Linked DNA regions of Mus musculus: region 1 is linked to region 2. A link is a contact called in public promoter capture Hi-C data. All regions are on one chromosome and are shown on one strand. The core of a region is the stretch at or near the end of the contact, and the rest is flanking DNA. Distances in the headings are between cores, read along the strand shown.

Region 1 (3,992 bases), core at 1,226-3,725, 410 kb after region 2:
CAAAGTACAATGTTTAGTACATTTAATACAGATGTTTCTAAGTTATCAGGATCATCATGTTTTTTATTTATTTATTTATAAATAGGATATTTTATTTATTTACATTTCAAATGTTATCCCTTTTTCCAGTTTCTTCTCTACAAACCCCTTATCCCATCCCCCTTACTCTGCTTCTATGAGGGTGCTCCCCCACTCACCCACCCACTCCCACCTCACCGCCCTAGCATTCCTCTACACTGGAGCATCAAGCCTTCACAGGACCAAGGGCCTCTCCTCTCATTGATGCCAGATAAGACCCATTCAGCTCCTTCAGTCATTCTCCTAACTCCTCCATTGGGGTTCCTGTGTTCAGTCTGATGGTTGGCTGCAAGCATCCACATCTGTATTGGTCAGGATCTGGCAGAGCCTCTCAAGAGACAGCTATATCAGACTCCTGTCAGCAAGCACTTCTTGGCATCCACAAAAGTGTCTGGGTTTGGTATGTGCATGTGGGATGGATCCCAGGTGGGGCAGACTCTGGATGGCCTTTCCTTCAGTCTCTGCTCCACTCTTTGTTCCTGTATTTCCTTTAGACAGGAGCAATTCTGGGTTAAAATTTTGGAGATAGTTGGGTGGCCCCATCCCTCAACCATTCCTAATCTCTGGATATGGTCTCAACAGGTTCTCCTTCCCCATTGTGGGGTACTTCAGCTAATGTCATCCCCATGGGGTCCTGGGAGACTCTTGTTTTCCTGGCATCTGGGACTTTCTGGTTGCTACCCCCAGTTCTCCATCCCTCATTGCTACACACCTCTGTTCAATTTCCTGACCCTCTGTTCATCTCCATCTGATCCCACACCTCATTTTATTATCTAGGATCCCTGATCACATGTTATTTCTGCTTTTTATGTTTCTTTTTAAAACTTAAAATCAGTCTACCTGGTTTCAAAGGACAATCGTTTTGATGGGTTTGCTGGAGCCTTAAGATCATGAACCTGGTGAGACTAGGCCGGGGTCTAGCAAACACAGAAGTGGATGCTCACAGTCAGCTATTGGATGGAACACAGATCCCCCAATGGAGGAGCTAGAGAAAGTACCCAAGGAGCTAAAGGGAACTGCAACCCTATAGGTGGAACAACATTATGAACTAACCAGTACCCCCAGAGCTCGTGTCTCTAGCTGCATATGTATCAAAAGATGGCCTAGTCGGCCATCACTGGAAAGAGAGGCCCATTGGACTTGCAAACTTTATATGCCCCAGTACAGGGGAACGCCAGGGCCAAAAAGTGGGAGTAGGTGGGGAGGGGAGTGAGGGGGCAGGGTATGGGGGACTTTTGGGATAACATTGGAAATGTAAATGAGGAAAATACCTAATTAAAAAAAAAAAAAAAAGATCATAAACCTGAAGATCAGCCGGGGAAGTTTGGTGTCTTAATGATACTGAGGCATCCTATCCAAGCTCCGGAGCTACAGTCTCATCTCTTCATGTCTTCCTTCTGCCCTCCAGTCCTTTTCCTCACAGCCCTTCCACATTCCTCGGGTTTATTTCTGATATTCCACCTCTCATTGTTAAGTACTGTAAGTTAAGGCTTTAATTACATTTCCAACAGTCAGTAATTACAGGTGTGAAAACTACTATACTGGCTTCAGGATGCTGGTACTGGCCAGGTCCTAGTCACCTTTTCTCATCATGTTTAGATGTGTGTTTTCCAGGTAAAAAAAAAATCAAATAATGAAAAATCTGATTCTTCAGTTCTTAGGGAAAATGTCTTATCTGGAGGTTAGGAGGCAGTAGGGCTTCCTTCCTTCCTTCCTTCCTTCCTTCCTTCCTTCCTTCCTTCCTTCCTTCCTTCCTTCCTTCCTTTCTCTCTTCTTTTTTTGTCATTATTCTTCAAGGAGGTTATAGTTAAAAGTTTTAAAAGGGTGAACAGCAAAGCAAGCCACCCGAGCTTCCCTGTCCACAGGAAACAGTGCTCACTCATGTGGCCTGTTCTGTGTCCTTCCACGGGCACCTCACATACCAGCTGCCCCGAATGTTCCCCTGGACATACATTGGCAAGCCCAGGCAAAGAGCCAGAAAGTCCGGGAGGGCCAGACAGGAGACCCTTTCCTGTGCCTTCATCCTTAAGAACCAAGGAGGAAGCAGAAGGACTAGAGCAGAGCCCCAAACAATTCTAAACTGTCTCTGGTTGGCTGTCCCAGAGCAGGTCATCTCCAAAGAGCGTGGGCCCTGGCCTCTGTATTTTCTTTTTCAACAGTCTCTATTTCCTTATCTCGTTCAAACAGATGGTTTCCTGACATGCATATGGTAAGCAGCTGCTCATATTTTACTTGAGGCAGGAGGTTCAGAGTTGGGTTCGGACCCACTGTTTATACAGCAGCATCTAGAGTTGTCCAGAAAACATCTGTGAAGGGTTCTTGAAGTCACTGAAGAGTCAGGCTTTGAGGAACTTTTTCCAGCCAGCAAGTCTTCTCAGGAGTTATTGATCTAGCCTGACAGACAGAGGCCTGCCTAGGCCTCCTGCCTAAGCGGCATCATGAGAGAGGAAAGGGTCACTCCCAGCAGCTGGCCTAGGAGATAGCAGCAGGGAGGGAGCAGGAGCCAAGACACCTGCCAGCAGGCTCACAGGAGGAGTGAGGGGAATTGGCTTTTCAGAGGCTTTAAACCAACAGAAGTCCACCATCTTCGCCAGTGTGGAGATAGATCTAGAGAGAGAACACAGAAGCGACAGTGTGAGGTCAGCACTTCCTGGGCTGTGGATTCCAGTAGCCTGCAGCCATGGGGCAAGGTAAGCTAACCCAGTTCTTGGCTGCTGGGTGACATGTTTTTATTCAAGGAAATAAGTTGGTCATGGAGGTGACAGTAGGGTATGTAAGATGTGAGGAGTGGGAAGAGAAATGGTGGTGGTGTGAGTGTGGGGTAGGCAGTTGCATGGCAATTTTAATTGCACTTATGAATAATTATCATGCATTTGTATTCATAGCCCAGGATCAACATAATGCAAATGGCTACAACTCTCTAGGCTATGATACAAATGAGTTACACCTGAGGTGCTGGCTCCTTTTTATGTCAACTCAATACAGGCCAGAATCATTTTGGAAGAGAAAATCTCAATTGAGAAAAAAAAAAAATCCCCTGTGGCTTGGCCAGTGGGCCAGCATGTGGTTCATTTTCTCTATTGTCGATTGATGTGCGAGGACCCAGCCTACTGTGGGTTGTGCCGTCCTAGGCAGGTGGTCCTGGGTAGTATATAAGAAGGCAGGCTGAGTAAGTCAGTAAGTAGAGCTCCTCTGTTCCTTCGAGGCTTCTGCTTCAGTTCCTGCCTCCGGGTTCCTGCCCCAATTTCCCTGAATGATGGACTACATAAGATAAAATAAACCCTTTCTTTACCAAGTTGCTTTTGGACATGGTGTTTTAACACAGCAATAGAAAGAAACTAAAGATGCCTGGGAAATCGTGAGGCTCGCATCCTCAAAGCTTAATAGGAGGGAAGGGATGGTGGGAGCTGGTTAACACAAGTACAGTGGACAGAGACAGGCAAAGCAGTAAGACAAACCCATTGAGAGGACTTAGAAACTCTGGGCACCTCCGCTGTGAGGGCCAGCACAGTGCAGCCTGAGCCCCGAGTGCATCTGAGAAATTCTTCTTAGGGCTGATTCCACGTTCATGGTCTGTCATTGAGGGAGCAAACATCGACTGGGAAATCAATTGTGTTCAGCATAGTGCTGGGCAGAGAATGCAGACATGAAGTACACACAGCCTCTCAATGAGCTCGCTCGCTGGGATGGCGGTGGGGGAGGGGTCAACGGGCAGGGAGCAGTGGATGATGCTTGTAAAATGGGACCAAGCTCTACCTGGAGAAGTCAGCAGGGACTTTAGAGGAAATGTCTCTAGGTATTAGAAGGTGACCAAGCACCTTTCAGGTAAAAGAGAGAAGCCTTCAGATAGAAAAAAGTCCAAAGGATTCTGAAGAATAGCTCACACCATGATGCTGTGGTTACTGAATGACCCC
Region 2 (4,164 bases), core at 807-3,306:
CTCCTCTGCCATATAACTGGAGTGCTTTTCCGGTTGCAATAGTTAAAATAAAGGCTTCTTCTGTGATGTTTTCCTTATGAAGTCTACAAATCCATAATCTCTTAGGTGCCTAACAAAACTCCCCCCTTTTAGTGGGGAAGGGCAGTCACTCCTCCATCCCCATGCCCCCAATCCCCAGTCAAACCAGGCGCTCAAGGAATTACAAAGCTACTTTTAATACTTTGGGGTGTGCCCCACAGGAATAAAAAACACTGGGAAGGGGTAACCCCCTCACCCCCAGGAGTGGCCCAGAGGGAGAGAGGCTACCTGAGGGGAAGGAAGCACAAAAGGAACCCGCTGCAGACTCAGGGCAAAGGGAATGCCATCGGTGCTGGGACCTGTGAGCACTACAGGAAGAAACTCGAGCATGGTGGGACTGGCTCCAGGCACACAGGCGGAGGGCAAGAGGGTTGGACACGAAGCCACAAGGCTACTTGGGTTCCTCCTTCTTCTCGTTTGCCTTTTTCTGCTTCTGCTGCATGATCTCCGAGTCCCTGGGGGTAGAGATGATGGGGCACTGGGAGGTACCAGAGGGCAAAAAGGACAAGATGCAGGGGATGAAGGGTACAGAGGATAAGATGGAAGTGGATGGGACAAAGTTCAGCATATGGCTGCTATATTCCCACCCTAGGAGAACAAGAGGAACAGAGCTAAGGGTCAAAAGGCAATCAATCAGTCTCCATATGGCTGTTGCCCAAGGGGTCAGAAGTCTGGCCGCTCAGGCCCAAGGCTCTCTATTCTGTACTAAGTACCACACCCCAACAACACTAGTGAGAAAGTCGGGAAGAGGGAGGAGAGACAAGCAGCAAGGAGGGTCAAAAGTACTGGGCTGTCAAAACAACTACACTTGATATGTGAAGCCCCTGCCCTTGCCCTTAAGGTCAGAACTAAGGCCCGCAGAAATCAGCCTGCGGACAGGGACCCGCCCCAGTCCCTTCCTGTATGGCTGTGACCTAACAATTTAGAGTGGGGAGGAAATAAAACCCTAGAGGAAGCAATGCACTCTGCCCCTCACATCTAACCTAGACTTGGACCCTGCAATAGCTCTCTCTCCTGGTACACCCCTTTCTCTAACCCAGGTCTCCCCGTCCAGTCCCGGCCCGACCCTTCCTTTTCCCTCCCTGGGGCTACCTCTGCTTGCGGGCGGCAGCAGAAAGCCCATCATCTCGGCGCTTTCCCTTAACCGAGTCGCTCTGCTTCTTCATGTTCTTCTGGCGGGCGAGCTCTCGCTGGTTACCGCCTAAGAAGAAGAGAAGGTACAAAGTGAGACGCCGGAGCCGCTCCACGTACACACCAGCGCCCCTCCTCCCCGCAACTGGGACCCCGACCGTCCCCCCAACCCCCGCCGCAGCGCCGACCCCATCGCGGGGCTTCGGCTGCCCGGGGTAGGTTAACTTGGGGGTGCGGGAGGACGGTGCGGTCGAGACTGCTGGCGGCGCGCGTCAAGTTTGAGGCGGCGCGGGGGCCCAGACAGCTGCTGCGGTGTGTGGGACGCGCCGGGGCCTCACGGGCACGCGCCGGGGCCCACCACTCAGGGAACCCGGCTTCCCCAGCGCGGAAAGCCGGCGGCGGCCCGCGCCCAACACAGGGGTCTCCGCAAGTGGCGGCGTGCAGAGGGCTGCGCTTCCGGCTGGGCGGGAGGCAGCTGGAGAGCGCTCCCTAAAGACCCTTCCGCCCGCCGGGGAAGCCGAGGGGACGCACACGCCGGCACCCGGGCGCGCGGGGAGCGAGAGCAGAAAGAAAAGGGAGAGAGGAAAAGGTCCCAGCACTCACGGGTCATGGCGACGGCAGCGGCTCCAACCTGCCTCCGTTGCGTCCCCCTCGTTCGGGCCGACGTTGCAGGCCCCGCCCCCTTCGCGCGACGCCACCAAGTCGTCTTCTTCCTCCCGCCCCTTCACGCCCGGGCGCCCGCTTTCATTGGGCAGGGGGAAACACGTGGAGTGCGGTGCCACGCGCCAGTCCCGGAGGGCGAAGAGCGGAGCTCGGCGGGCGGAGCGCTGGCACGGGGCGGGGCTTCCCCGGAGCGCTGGGTCCCAGCCTGTAGAAACTAGGCCGGGTCACGTGGCCGGGGGGTGGAGGGGTGCGGCTGGCGATGTGGCGCTCCGACGGGGCCGGGCACGTGACTAGGCAAAGTGACCTCATGTGGGACAGTTTAGGGTACTGACTGACAAAGTCGCCCCGAAGGAACGCGGGGGAGGGGCGGGGCGGGGACGGGACGGGGTGAGGGCGGGATTTCCTAGGTCGTTCATCCGGTTATGTGCTATCAGTTCTCTGGAGCTAAACTTAGTGCGGTTCCCCGGTCTCCGAGCCTCTTGGCCGAACACTTGCCACAGTTGTCTGAAAACATACGCAGACAATTAGGAAACCCCTTTCCACTTTCCTCGCCCCTAAGCGCAGCCAGTTTTAGTGTGTCATAAAGTGATCCTGCAATCATTTCCCAAGAGCTTGAGTCCAGAGCTCCTGCATGCACATCTCCACTACTGAACTGGACTTAAGACTGCCCACAGAAACTTTGAATGTGCCTTGGGGGTGACGAAGCATACCCGAATCTGACTGTGGAGTTACTTCAGGAACCGAGATTAGGGAATGCTCCTATTTTATTAGTTTGCATCTCTCTCTTTCTCTCTCTCTCTCTCTCTCTCTCTCTCTCTCTCTCTCTCTCTCTCTCTGTCTCTGTCTCTCTGTCTCCTCTCTCCTCCTCTCTCCTCTCTCTCGACCGTGCCTACATTGTATCATTTCCCCTAAACCTTACATTTGGTTTGTAAGAGAAATCAGGCTGGTAACTAAATCTTTATTTTCGGTTGCTGAATCACAGATGCGCGCGCCCCCTGTAGAAAAGATTAGTTAAGCCTTCTCTCCCTTCCCAGGTCCAAGACAACAGGAATTCTGCTAAACTATCATGAAATAACCCCAACATGAACCAGAACAGTAGGATGCGTTTCCTGCTGACCAGAGGCACTTTATCCTGTCCAGTACCTTCACTAAGCAGCTGAATTCAGAGACTTCACTCCACTCTTTCACCAGAGTCGCCTAAGACTACTGAAAAACACAGATATTTACACTACGATTTATAATAGAAAAATTACAGTTTAAAAATAATTCTAGCCGGGCGGTGGTGGCGCACGCCTTTAATCCCAGCACTTGGCGGATTTCTGAGTTCGAGGCCAGCCTGGTCTACAGAGTGAGTTCCAGGACAGCTAGGGCTACACAGCTGTTGTCTCGAAAAACAAAAACAAAAAATAATTCTATGGTTGGGGGTCACCACTACATAAGGAACTTTATTAAGGGGTCGCAGGACTGGATCCATGAACTCTCATAAAATGGTAGGTATGGTGGTGTGTTATCTGTAATCCTACTACTCCCATAGTGAGAAGAGAGGTAGAGATGGGAGAATTTTCTGGAAGTTCAAGGACCAGTGAGCCTGGAATACAAAGCAAAAGCAATCCAACAGAAACAATGACAGACCCTGCCTCAGAAAGATAATAAAAGACAGTGGTGGCACACGCCTTTAATCCCAGCACTCCGGAGGCAGAGGCAGGCGGATTTCTGAGTTCCAGGACAGCCAGGGCTATGCAGAGAAACCCTGTCTCAGGACAGCCAAGGCTATGCAGAGAAACCCTGTCTCGAAAAATCAAAATAAATAAATAAATAAATAAGATAAAAGTGAAAGTTGTTCTCTAAAGACACACACCGGGATGAAGGAAATGAATTTAAATGTATGGTGGTAAATTTTGATGGGACTGTAAACTAATGCCTATCCCAGAATCAAGTTGAGACTAAGACTTCAAACTGGCTTTGTGAAGAGCAGATAGGAAACAAAACCACAAAACAAAACATTACCATCTTCAATTTTTCCTATGTTCAATCCCACTTGAACTATTAATATTTTTAAAGATTTTTTTTCAAAAATATGTGTGTGTATATGTGTCTGGGTGTGGGTTTGTGTAGTACCCATAAAGGCCAGAAAAGTGTGTTGGATAGCTTCGTGGCAGAGTAGTTACAGGTGGATATGAACCACCCAGTGTGTGTGTGTTGAGAACCAAATCCCGCCCCTCTGCTGAAATATTGTTATCCTCTTAACCACAACTGAGTCATCACTACGGCTCCTGCTATTAATGTTAATAT

What was found. Promoter capture Hi-C pulls out the DNA fragments that hold promoters and counts their contacts.
Region 1: a promoter capture Hi-C map of erythroid cells shows a contact between it and region 2, with 5 times the contacts expected there. The contact joins the promoter of Epb42 here to the promoter of Serf2 in region 2. A contact is called at or near these places in 1 of 39 promoter capture datasets (erythroid cells) and 1 of 9 other capture datasets (liver).

The regions. Positions count from the first base shown.
Region 1 is chr2:121,035,360-121,039,351 of GRCm38.p6, reverse strand. Epb42 (erythrocyte membrane protein band 4.2) reads left to right here and starts at 2,475. Exons shown (of 13, transcript NM_013513.3): 1 at 2,475-2,768. The coding sequence starts at 2,759.
Region 2 is chr2:121,447,090-121,451,253 of GRCm38.p6, reverse strand. Serf2 (small EDRK-rich factor 2) reads right to left here and starts at 2,056. Exons shown (of 3, transcript NM_011354.3): 1 at 1,813-2,056; 2 at 1,171-1,279; 3 at 1-533. The coding sequence starts at 1,819. The coding sequence ends at 470. It overlaps Serinc4 (serine incorporator 4), which reads left to right. Exons shown (of 12, transcript NM_001025371.2): 12 at 1-77.